Linked DNA regions of Mus musculus: all the other regions are linked to region 1. The links are chromatin contacts, called in public HiChIP or PLAC-seq, Micro-C and promoter capture Hi-C maps. All regions are on one chromosome and are shown on one strand. Each heading gives the region's core, a stretch centred on a gene start, on an enhancer-like site or on the middle of the called end of the contact. The rest is flanking DNA. Distances are from core to core; before and after follow the strand shown. Region 1 holds the start of Anln (anillin, actin binding protein). Region 2 holds the start of Ldlr (low density lipoprotein receptor). Region 3 holds the start of Spc24 (SPC24, NDC80 kinetochore complex component, homolog (S. cerevisiae)). Region 4 holds the start of Yipf2 (Yip1 domain family, member 2).

Evidence for each region. Promoter capture Hi-C pulls out the DNA fragments that hold promoters and counts their contacts. A called contact is a pair of places that touch in the nucleus more often than the background predicts. HiChIP or PLAC-seq counts read pairs in DNA pulled down with a chosen protein or histone mark.
Region 2: an H3K27ac HiChIP or PLAC-seq map of epiblast stem cells shows a contact between it and region 1, with 3 times the contacts expected there. The contact joins the promoter of Ldlr here to the promoter of Anln in region 1. A contact is called at or near these places in 1 of 484 Hi-C or Micro-C datasets (embryonic stem cells) and 5 of 115 datasets of contacts at active chromatin or transcription factors (embryonic stem cells, epiblast stem cells, pancreatic cancer cells and 1 more).
Region 3: a promoter capture Hi-C map of pre-B cells shows a contact between it and region 1, with 2.5 times the contacts expected there. The contact joins the promoter of Spc24 here to the promoter of Anln in region 1. A contact is called at or near these places in 2 of 39 promoter capture datasets (cranial neural crest and pre-B cells) and 1 of 115 datasets of contacts at active chromatin or transcription factors (pancreatic cancer cells).
Region 4: a contact with region 1 is called in a Micro-C map of embryonic stem cells, with 9 times the contacts expected there. The contact joins the promoter of Yipf2 here to the promoter of Anln in region 1. A contact is called at or near these places in 1 of 39 promoter capture datasets (pre-B cells), 1 of 484 Hi-C or Micro-C datasets (embryonic stem cells) and 1 of 115 datasets of contacts at active chromatin or transcription factors (bone marrow-derived macrophages).

The regions. Positions count from the first base shown.
Region 1 is chr9:22,387,903-22,390,602 of GRCm38.p6, reverse strand. Anln (anillin, actin binding protein) reads left to right here and starts at 1,397. Exons shown (of 24, transcript NM_028390.3): 1 at 1,397-1,633. The coding sequence starts at 1,616. It also overlaps a transcript of 9530077C05Rik not described here.
Region 2 is chr9:21,722,319-21,725,018 of GRCm38.p6, reverse strand. Ldlr (low density lipoprotein receptor) reads right to left here and starts at 1,443. Exons shown (of 18, transcript NM_010700.3): 1 at 1,175-1,443. The coding sequence starts at 1,241. It overlaps Gm26511 (a long non-coding RNA gene), which reads left to right and starts at 1,663. Exons shown (of 4, transcript XR_001779098.2): 1 at 1,663-2,700.
Region 3 is chr9:21,759,013-21,761,712 of GRCm38.p6, reverse strand. Spc24 (SPC24, NDC80 kinetochore complex component, homolog (S. cerevisiae)) reads left to right here and starts at 1,410. Exons shown (of 5, transcript NM_026282.6): 1 at 1,410-1,594. The coding sequence starts at 1,435.
Region 4 is chr9:21,591,552-21,594,251 of GRCm38.p6, reverse strand. Yipf2 (Yip1 domain family, member 2) reads left to right here and starts at 1,421. Exons shown (of 8, transcript NM_138303.2): 1 at 1,421-1,724; 2 at 2,034-2,191; 3 at 2,272-2,352. The coding sequence starts at 1,694. It overlaps Timm29 (translocase of inner mitochondrial membrane 29), which reads right to left and starts at 1,530. Exons shown (of 2, transcript NM_178619.4): 1 at 1,182-1,530; 2 at 1-1,102. The coding sequence starts at 1,293. The coding sequence ends at 414.

The sequences.
Region 1 (2,700 bases), core at 148-2,647:
AGACTGACCTACACAGCCACACCCCAAGTACCCACACCCCTTTTCCTGTTCAGTGCTTGAAAAAAAATTCAGGCATCCGTTCCCTTTGGTTTATAGGTAGCAAATTCTAACAACCCCACACACCACACACTTAAACAAAGCTCCTTCCATTTTCTATCATTTCACAGCTCCAAGGCACCAAGGAAATTTATTATTCTTGTTATACTGTGGTCCCAAGGATCTGAATTCTTAGAAGTTGCTCTTAAAGAAGTTCTTATTCCATGCCCCAAATTCAGTTTATTACAATCTATACATTTTTAAATTCTTTATTACTTAGAAAAACATCATTAATTTATTTCCTGTGTGTGTGTGTGCAGGTCAGAGGACAATTTGCTGGAACTGGTTCTGGGTCTAGAATTCAGGTCCCAAGACTTGGTAGCAAGCGCCCTCATAGCTAGCATGTGCTCTGTCGCTGGCCCCAAGCTTCCTATTTTTATTTAGCTTTGATTCTGGACTTGACCCTTCAACACTTTCAGTTTTTCTGTTCAATAAGCACAGTTGATCCTGTTATGGACTCATTTAGGACACAGAGACTCAACCATAAACCTTGCTACCATACATCTGTTTTACACAATCTCGTAAGGACTTTAGCTCTCACAGCACCAACCTAGGCACAGAGATTTTGGTGCTTTGTCGACCTTTTGACGTATAAAGGCAAACAGTTCTACTACCAGAGGTTTGGCAACCCATCTTTTTAGACACATTCTTGGAAAGCCTAGCAGAATGTCAAATGGTAAGACACTGTGAGGGTCTCCAAAAGACCCTCCCAGGAAGAGGAAAAGGAAAGTCAGATTAAAAGTTACTCGTGCAATAGTTTGTCCTGCTTTCTGCCTGTTAAACGGGAACTTTTATTAAATATGGACTTTCCGATTGTCCCTTCTCTCAAAGTGTTCTCACTGCTGGCTTTGGGTAGTTGACTGGGATTTAAAACCGAAGGGTCTGTTACTGTCATCTCTTTTCCCCACCAAACAAAGAACTAGTCACTGGCTGAGAGTGTGGGGACCCGCCAGAGTGGTCTCTCAGGAGGTCAAGCTGGCTGTCTAGTCCCACTTCTGGTGGCAGGATCAGGCCCAAAGGCCAGAGGGCCGGACCGGGTTCGTAAGGCCCACGGAGGAAGAAGGCAGGGCGGCGGGAGCTGACAGAGTCAGGAAGGGACCCGCTACGGCGTGCGTGGGTGCGTGCGGGATGGCAGGGCCCTCTCCCTAGGCAGTTCAACGGCAGAACCGTCTCCACCCAAGCGGAGGAGAGAGAGCAGTGCTCGCAGCTCCGGACCAGTCCCAACTTGGCCGCATCACGTGACCTAGCTCAGGGGCGGGGGCAAGCGGCCCGCCCGGCCCCGCCCACCCCGCGCGCATGCGTGTCGTCCGGGGCGCTGAAATTCAAATTTTGAACGGCCGTGGTAGCCTACCGACTCCGTGGGTGCGGAGGGCAGAGCCGACTGGGTGTGAGAGCGCCCGCCGCCTCGACTGCAGTCCTCCTCCAGGAGCTGCGCCGAGCCTGCACTCACTTCTTTCCTCTTCCTGAGTTTGAACCGTCGGACCCACCGTCTAGCCGTCCACTGGTGAGGCCTGGGGCGATGGACCCGTTTACCGAGGTGAGAGACTCTGCGGGCGCTGTGAACCATGACCCCTGCCGACTCCGGGACCCCCGCCCGCGCTGTCAGCCTGCGGCCAGCGTGGCGCGTGCGCACAGCGAGCGTGCAGCCGGACGGAAGCCGCGGGGTCGCAGCCGCCCCGGCTTCGCTGCTCCGTCCCTGGCTCTGGGGAAGGCAGGGCCTCAAAAACCCCATGCAAACCCCGAGCTCTGTAGTCGTTTAGCCTTCCTCCACTCCCCCAAGTGCTGGCTCGGGGTGTGAGCGCCTGGGCGCTCTGGCTTGAGCCTGCCCCCCCGGCTCCCGGGACTTAAAGCACGCTTCCCTCCATCCTTCATCCGTCTTGCTGTGACCCGGGAGAGTGCCGCTCAGGGGCCTAGTGGGACAAGCCCTGCCCTAAAGCTGGAATAGTTGGCAGGGTGGAGTCGGCCCAGTGACTCGTACTGTGTGCTTGGAATCTGATGGAAGTGATAAAGGACTTCACAGGCCCAGAGGAGCTTGAGCGCTTAAGAATCCTGTGATGAAACCACCGAAGTCTAAATGAGCAGGTGCTTTAGCCTGGCGTCCTTCATAAGTCACGGCTCTACTAACTTTAGAAAGAAAGTCTCATGCACAGGGTTGATACTGGTTGAAAGGAAACAGGGCTTATAGTTACCTCAGCGTGTACAAAACAAAATTATAAGTGTATGCTGTAGGGTTGGTACACCTCAGTGTTTATGTAGCGTATCATTTCAACAATGCTTTCCTCATCTCTTCCTTGGAAATAAGGTCTAGATTCCGTTGTTAATCTTATTATTTATGCCTAGTTTTAGCTTCACGTTGCAGCTGTACACCGACATTCAGGATTGCGTGTTGCTGTTGGCCCATTCTTTTATTGCAGGACAGTTCCTCTTTTTCTTTTGCTTCAAGCTGTTCTTTAAATTTCAAGACTTGTGAGTTTTGTAAAGTGGGCATACAGTGTTTCTGTACTACATTGAAAAATGTCGTAGAGGATAGTAATAATTTATTTTGGGTAGTGTAGTTAACAATTCCATAAGCTAAGCCCAAGATACTAGTTAAGGATTTCAACA
Region 2 (2,700 bases), core at 194-2,693, 670 kb after region 1:
GTTGACAGCTACTCACAGCTAACTGAAGGGCACTCCTGCCAAGCTCCTGTGGGGTCAGAACCGAAGCTGGTTCTGAGGAGGAAAAAGCAATTAAAATGTTCTTGGCCAGCCAGGCTGACTGCAAGAAAAGCAGTAACCCAGGCATTCATGGACCCTGGTTCTATCCATGGTGTCCCCAAATCCAGGCATGGTGGCACATGCCTGTCATCCCAACACTCCCGAGCTGAGGCAGGAGAATTAGGGGCTAGAGACTACACAGTGACTTATAGGCCAGCCTAGGCTACATGAGACCCTGTCTATAAAGTGAGGGAGAGGTGGAGCACTTTTCCCAGTGCTGCAAAGAAGTTGTTGGTGAGATTGTAACACCATCTCCCTTCCTGTCCAAATTCCAACGCCTCTCCTAAAACTAAAGTCCACTTTATGGATCTGTCCAATCCTACACGTTCAGAGAGTGGGAACGAACCAGGCCTGCAAAAGTCTTTGCCAGGTCCCTGGCCCTCCCTGCCTGATGGTCTCAGCTACGGGTGTCTGGGTTGCCTGAGGCACATCTGCACCAAACCAGGGAAGTAGGGACAAGGTAGGGACTGAAGGCTCACAAGGAGGACCCAGCCGGCCCGGATGTGTAGCCCCACCCCACCCGGGAGGGTCGTGCAAGCCACGCCCCTGAACATCATCCTCTTCCTCCATTGGGCGAGGGGAGTGGCTCGAGGCTCGCCTGTTCCGGCTGCACCCAATAGGAGCTCGGGGGTGCGGTGGGAGGTGGGGTTAGGGCGGAGTTTTGGGGCACGCGGCAGTAGCCGGGTTTGAGTGCAGTGTGGAGACCCCCAAGTCCTGTAACTACGACTAGCGACCCCAAAGTTGAACAGCTGGGCCTGGGTCTCCCCAGCCCTTAAAACGAATGATGGGACCCCTCCTCTTGGATTCCCTCACACATAGCTCTGAAAGACACCTCTGACTTGGGAGAGCACCCACCGGACTCCCCAAACCCACTCTGACCCCCTACAGCTCTGGCACCCTATTTCCAAAACACTTCCCTCCAGCCACGTGGGAAGGACATCACATCAAGTTCGCACGAATGGTTGTATTTCTCGACCAAAAATAAAACCACTCGGGGCTCTCCGAGTTCAGGACGGCTGCCCCTGACCCCGGGCAGGCTCCTGGCGCAAAGCCTTACCTGCAACTCCGGCAGCAGCCAGGAGCAGGGCGATGACCCAGCGACGCATCAGATCCGCGGTGCTCATCCTTAGCTTCTGCGTTGCGTCCTCACTCGGATCACAGACCCCGAAATGTTCCCGCTGCAAACACTGGATCGCGGGCCCCACGGTGTCTCGGCTGCGAATCTGGGCTCGCAAGCCTCACGGTGTCCCGGCTGCAAACTACGCCGCACGCCCAGAGTCATTCCCAGTACTAGGGGCGAGGTTTCCAGGCGGGGGAGGAGTCTGCAATGGGGTGATTTTCAAAAATCTTCACCTCACTGAGCGGGGAGGAGCTTGGAACGGCCGATGTGACATCGTCTCTTTTAACCCCTGAAGCTCCCGCAGCAGTGGGAAGTTCCTCAAATTCCTCCCACAGAATTTCACCGCTTCCCGGACACTTAGCCGCCCGCGTTGCTGTTTGAGTGTTCAAGGGACGACCCACGCCCTTCCACACCCTGGGTCGCCTTCTGACGCTTTCCTTTCCACCTCCAAAGCAAAACAGAAGTATGCGAAGCCCCCTCCCACCCCCGACCCCTACACTTCTTGCAGCAAGTTTGCTTTCCTGTCTAGGAATGGGCACATAGATTTCTGACCCAAGTACAGTTGCAGGTTTTATCTGGATCCGTCCATAAACACAAACACTCAGCGAGAAATGTATATAAAACGCGGCGGCGTGTGCGGGTGAGCGAGTTGGCTCAGTGGGTGAGGGTGCAAGCCTGAAGACCTGAGTTTGATCCCAGGGATCCACATACTGGAAGGAGAGAGAACCAGAACCAACTCCAGCAAATTGTCCTCTAACTTCCACACACACTCCCCTGTACTAATTAATTAATTAGAAAGAAGAAACATTACTTGGTTTGGGGGGTAGGACCCAGTAGTTAGAATAATTATAATTATTAATGGAAGAATTCCATAGCAAGATATGGTAACACTGAAACTAGGAAGAAGGCAGGCAGATCTCTGTGAGCAAAGTCCAAACTGGTCTGGACAGCAAGTTCCAGACTAGCCTGGGCTACACAGATTCTGTTTCCTCCTCCTCTTCTTTCCTTCTTTCTTTCTTTTCTTTCCTTTTCTTCTTTTGTTTTGTTTCTGTTTCTGTTTGTTTTGTTTTTCAAGACAAGGTTTCTCTGTGTAGCCCTGGTTGTCCTGGACTCTGTAGACCAGGCTGGCCTAGAACTCAGAGATCTGCCTGCCTCTAACTCCTGAGTGCTGGGATTAAATGTTGAGTGTTTACTACCACCCCACTACCACCTGTCAAGAGACCCTGTTTCAAAGCTAAAGTTGAAATTATTTTAAATAATTCATCTGAGAATCAATGGGTTCCTTCCTGTGTTGACAGAAATGTTGATTTTTGGTTTATTTCCTTAGGCACCTGCTGGTACCGCTTTATCCTGTTACAAGGAGTTGAACACACAGAAGGGCATCTCTTCCCTCGAAGCAAAACCAACCACATGTGGCCTTTTTCCCCTCTTGACACTGGATGGCTAAACCAGAAGGCTGTCTG
Region 3 (2,700 bases), core at 161-2,660, 630 kb after region 1:
CGAGGCCAGCCTGGTCTACAATGTTAGTTCCAGGACAGCCAGGGCTATACAGAGAAACCCTGTCTCAAACCCCCCCCCCAAAAAAAAAAAAAAAAAGACATTGGATCTCACTACAGATGGTTGTGAGCCACCATGTGGTTGCTGGAAATTGAACTCAGAACCTCTGGGAAAGCAGTGAGTGAGTGCTCTTAACCGCTGAGCCATCTCTCCAGCTCTGGGGTATAGGTATTTAAGGAGACAGGGTTCACTTTGTAGTTCAGGCTGGTCTGGAATTCACTCAGCACTCTGGAGTCCCATGAATGGCAATTCCTCTTCCTTAGGCTCCTGATTCCTGAGCCACCATGCTCAGCTTCGGGGTTCACTGCTCTTGTTGCCCAGGCTGGCCTGGAATTTACCTCCATCCTCAAGCTCCCATCACCTGAGTGCTACATGCTAGATACATGCTAGACTCCTACTTAAAGATTTTATTTTATTTTATTTTTGAGACAAGGTCTCTATATAATCCTGGCTCTCCTGGAGCTTTATTTGTAGACCAGGCTGGCCTCAAACTCTGGGATCTGCCTGCCTCTGCCTTCCCAGAACATTGGATGCTCTTGTAGAGAACCAGGGTTTGGCTCCCAGCACCACATGATGGCTCACAACCATCCATATCTAGCTCCAAGTGGTCAGATGCCCTTTTATGACCTCTGCTGACACATACATACATGTAGGCAAAACGTTTACCCATACACATTAAAGAAAGAGAAATAAGCCTAAAAAATAGAGACTGGTGAATGATTGTGGTGGCATGTTCCTATAATCCAACCACTAGGAGGCAGAGGTAGATGGATCTCTAACAAAGAGCTCCTGGACAGCCAGTTCTACATAGTCTCAACATCTCACAGCTCACACATCCCAACCCCCGCCAAGAAAAAAATAAACCCAATGAATCCCAGTTTTATGTATAATTAATATATTCCTAAAGTAAACTAAAAAAAAAAAACAAGCAAAAATAATAAACCATCCGTTACATTGCCCTTCAAGCAGCGACTGATACCTGCAAATTTCTCTAAGAGTCGCGCAGCTTTCCAGTTTACGCATGCGCAACAGACTCCTAACGCCCTGGACTCTCCCCGGAGTTCATAGCCCGACAATCGACGCACGCGTACCAGGCCAATCGCAAACTGGCCACGTGTGACACGCCCCCCCCCCGCGCCGCCGCCCCCCCCCCTCCCCCGCCTACGATGATTGATCCTCACACCTGAGTGACAGAAGAAATTTCGCACAGGATCTCCACAAAATGGCCGCTCCTTCCGAAGCGCTCTGTCCCCTCGCTGATTGAGTCCTGCAGGAGACGGACGTAGGAACGATCCAATGAGACTTATGCGCTCTGGGGAGGGGGCGGGGCCCGTGGTGAGACGAATTTGCGCGGGTTCGGACTCGGCGCGATCAGTCATGGCGGCTTTCCGCGACATGGTGGAGGTGAGCAACTGGCTACTGAGCCTGCTGGGGGCCAACCGCGCCGAGGCGCAGCAGCGGCGGCTGCTCGGGAGCTACGAGCAGATGATGGAGCGGCTGCTGGAGATGCAGGACGGCGCCTACCGGCAGCTTCGGGGTGAGGGCCGGTCCCCTGCGCCCCAGCCCCGGGGGACTTCTCGGGGGGAGCTGGTACTCCTGGGCCTCAGTTTCCCCATCTGACAATTGCCATGGCTCAGAGGCGTCCAGATAAGTGTCATAGCTCACAATGCGCGACTCTATACGATCGTACTTCGTAGCTCAGGCGCCTTTGGAAGTCTTTATGATCCAGCCCCCACCTCCACTCCTGCTCGCCGTTCTTGAGGGTCTTCCGAGGGAGAGCAGTCACACCCGAGCCTTGATTTCTCCACCGGTGAAACCGTTGTCATGACAACGGTTGTCATCTAGGGACTTAAGCGTAATTAAATATAGAGTTAGCAGGGCACGACCCTTTATTAACTTTCCAGGACTCAGGCTTAAATGTAGCTCTGACTAGTAGAGAACTACTTAGCTGAGAAATTCAAAGAACCTTTCAGCTCCTCAGTGCCTTGGTCACAGGTGTGAGCAATCTCCCATCTCAGTGTCCTTCCCTGTCAAAGGTTTGTTTGAACTTTGTTTTGTTTTGTTTCAAGACAGGGTTTCTCTGTGTAGCCCTGGCTGTCCTGGAACTCACTCTGTAGACCAGGCTGGTCTCGAATTCAAATCCGCCTGCCTCTGCCTCCCAAGTGCTGGGATTTAAGGCATGCGCCACCACGTCCGGCCCTGGGAACATTTTTTAAAGTTTCGTGCCTTCCCAATAGACTTGTGAACAGAGCCTGCCGTGAGCTGGACCTCGGGTGACAGCAGGGAAGGAGTCCCTTGGTGGCTGGCATCCTACTGGAGAGGAGACAGGATAACATTTGTACTGCAGTGATGGGCTGAGGAGACAAATGCTTTCTATCATTAGGAGGGGTAACATGGGCGGGACTGGGGAGGGGTTTCTGCAAAGATATTGGGGGAAACCTGAAACTGTTGAGGGGGCAGGGATACACTTGACTGGCATGCATGAAACCCTGGGTTCCATGCCAGGCATGGCAGAATGGGCCTGTCAGACCAGTGTTCCAGAGACAAGCAGGAGGGTCAGGAATGGAAGGCTGGAAGGAATTCAAAGCAGCCTGATTGACAGAAGACCAAAAGTAAAATGAGAAGTTTTATCTCTGAGATTGT
Region 4 (2,700 bases), core at 172-2,671, 800 kb after region 1:
GCATATGGGAGTCACATTCTCAAAAACGAACCAAATAAACAAAACCCCCAAGACTAAAAGCCCATTTCTGTTCTGTTTTGGCAGTGCAGGAACCCAGGCATGCTAGGCAAACACTCTACCCGTGAAGAACATCCCCAGCTACAACAGGCTACACAGCACAGGCTCCTTACTAGTAGATCTGGGGGCAATTAACACAGTAAGGTCAAGTGCTTCAGCATGTTTAAGAGCAGTCCTTCAGCTCTTCTGTATCTCTAAGACCAGTAAGGCCCCCAAGTTTCTTCGGCTAACCGGACAGAGTGAGGACTTCCCATAAAATCACAATAAGGGCCATTTATCTCTACCCATCTCACCAATTGCACCATCCACAGCCAACAGTTTGCCTGCGCCTGGTGACCCGGGGGCAATCCTGGGTTTCATCTGGAAACATCGGACTGAACCAGTGAATCAGCCTCGCTCAAAGCTAGCCGATCCTTTCTCTCCTTCTGTAACACCTGCTCCTCCCACAGCGCCTGATCCACCTGATCGTCGGTGAGTATGATCGGCTTGTACTTCTCCTCGAACAGCCTCTCATTGGCCTCTGAGTGCAGCTGGTGAGGCGCGACGACGCGGAGATGAGCGGGCAGATGGAGAAACTCGTCGTCGTTGATGTCGCAATCATGCATGCGATTCTGCAGAATCCACCAGCGGCCAACGAAACCCACGTCGAGGATCCGGCCGGGGAAGTCCACCCAGCGTGGCTGCAGGTAGCGGCAGCGGGCCTGGTAGAGGCTGGCCTGGGCGTCGAAGGGCGCTTCGTAAACCAGCGAGCAAAAGCCCAGGTTCACGTGACGCAGCCGCCCACGGCCCCTCAGCCACAGCAGGCGCTGCAGGAACGCCTCCGAGTGGCGGTTGCGCGTGGCCGGTGCCAAGAGCAACAGTGACCCCGATGCGTCCAGCAAGGCCTCCTCGAAGGCCGCCTCACTGGGCGCCAGCGCGCAGCACGCAGCCGCGCCGCCCAGAAGCCCCACGTACAGGGCCGCGCGGCCCGGTCGAGCTCGCGCCGCAGCCGCCGCGTCCCCGCACGCCTCAGCGTAGTCCCGGAGCAGCGCGCCGGCCCAGGTGCCTGAGGGGAAAAAAGAGCTGCGGTGACAAGGACTCGACCACTCGAGCCACCCACCCTGCAGCCTTCTGCCACTACTCACTCAGTCGCGTCCACAGCCCTGGCTTAACCGCCACCGTCGTGGCACCACCGGCCTCTCCTCCCGCTTCACCGTGCCCACCGGACCAGAATCTCTTAAGAGCCGCTGTCACCATCGTCTCCCTGCGGTTCCTCAGCCGAGTAGAAACGCATAGTGTCGGAATGAAAAAGGCCGGAGAGTAGATCCTGCGCAAGCGCAAGATACAGGAAGTAGTTTCCCACAGGAAGACAATAGGAAACGGACCTAAACGGATGTTGCCGTTGTGTGGAGAAGGGTGGGCTCTGAAGGGAAGTCGAGCGGCGCGCACGCGCATAGAGCAATAGCCACGCCAGCTTAGGTAGGCTCAGGTGAGGAAGGTGGGGTGCATCTGAAGGGACCCAGCTTGGAGCTGAAGTTCCATTCCGTGTATTAGGCTCCATGCAGGAGTCCAGACGGAAGCATCAGTCTTGGGGAGGGCTGTGGGATTGATGCGGTTCTGTCCACAGAGTGCGATGCGGTGACGCCTCTAAAGAGTCATGGCAGCAGCTGACGAACTGGCCTTCCACGGTGAGTGGAGCCCGGAAGTGGTCAGAGCTCCTACCTCAGTCCTAAGCTAGAACCCCAGGCAGCTGGGACCCAGACCTCAGGTTTATCTTGCACTCAATTCCTGCTTCTTCCATGAACTCAAAAGGCACATCACAGCGTCCAATTCTGCACAGGACCTAAATTGAATCCCATCTTAGTAGACAGACCTATCCATGCATCAAAACTGAAGAAACTCAGCCCTTAGGGGACGGCGGTAAGGCAGCCATAGCCCCAGTTGATGAAAGGAATTTTCAGATTCCAAACACCTATGCCCATATTCCCTCTCCGTAGAGTTCGAGGAAGCCACAAATCTTCTGGCAGAGACCCCAGATGCAGCTACTACTAGCCAAAGTGATGAGCTGACCTCCCGAGAGCACGTGGCTGTGGTTGTGGGTTCAGGCATTGGCTATGGAGCTGAAGTAGGGGAGGAAGAGGATGACAAGACATCAGTGAGTCTCCTAGGCCCCGATGATCTGCCTCTGTTCTTACCCTGGCTGAGCAGGCAAGTTCTGAGTCTTTTGTCTTATAGCTTCTACAGGAAGAAAAACCACAGCCCAGATTCTGGACATTTGACTACTATCAGAGCTTTTTTGATGTGGATACCTCCCAGGTAAGGCACTTGGAGTTGCTTGGAGTCCAGCCACTATACTTGAGGACTGAATGGGTATGGTGGGGCTGGAAGGCAAAAGCTAGGTTACAAAGTAGGCGTGGATAGGTGTGTGACTTAAAGCCAGAATGTTTCCCAGTCAAGCCAACCTCTAATGATAGACCAGGTCCAGTGAGAGGGTACATCCTGGAGATGTAGTTGCAAGACCATCCAGAACTTAGGGACTGTCCTTACTTTGAGAGGAGAGGCTGCAAGAAGCTGAAAGCAAGGTGACAGGCCTGAAATCCACCTTCACAGTGGTGACATGTTCGAGCTTGTTCAGTAGGATGTGCTGACACCTCTCAGAACACC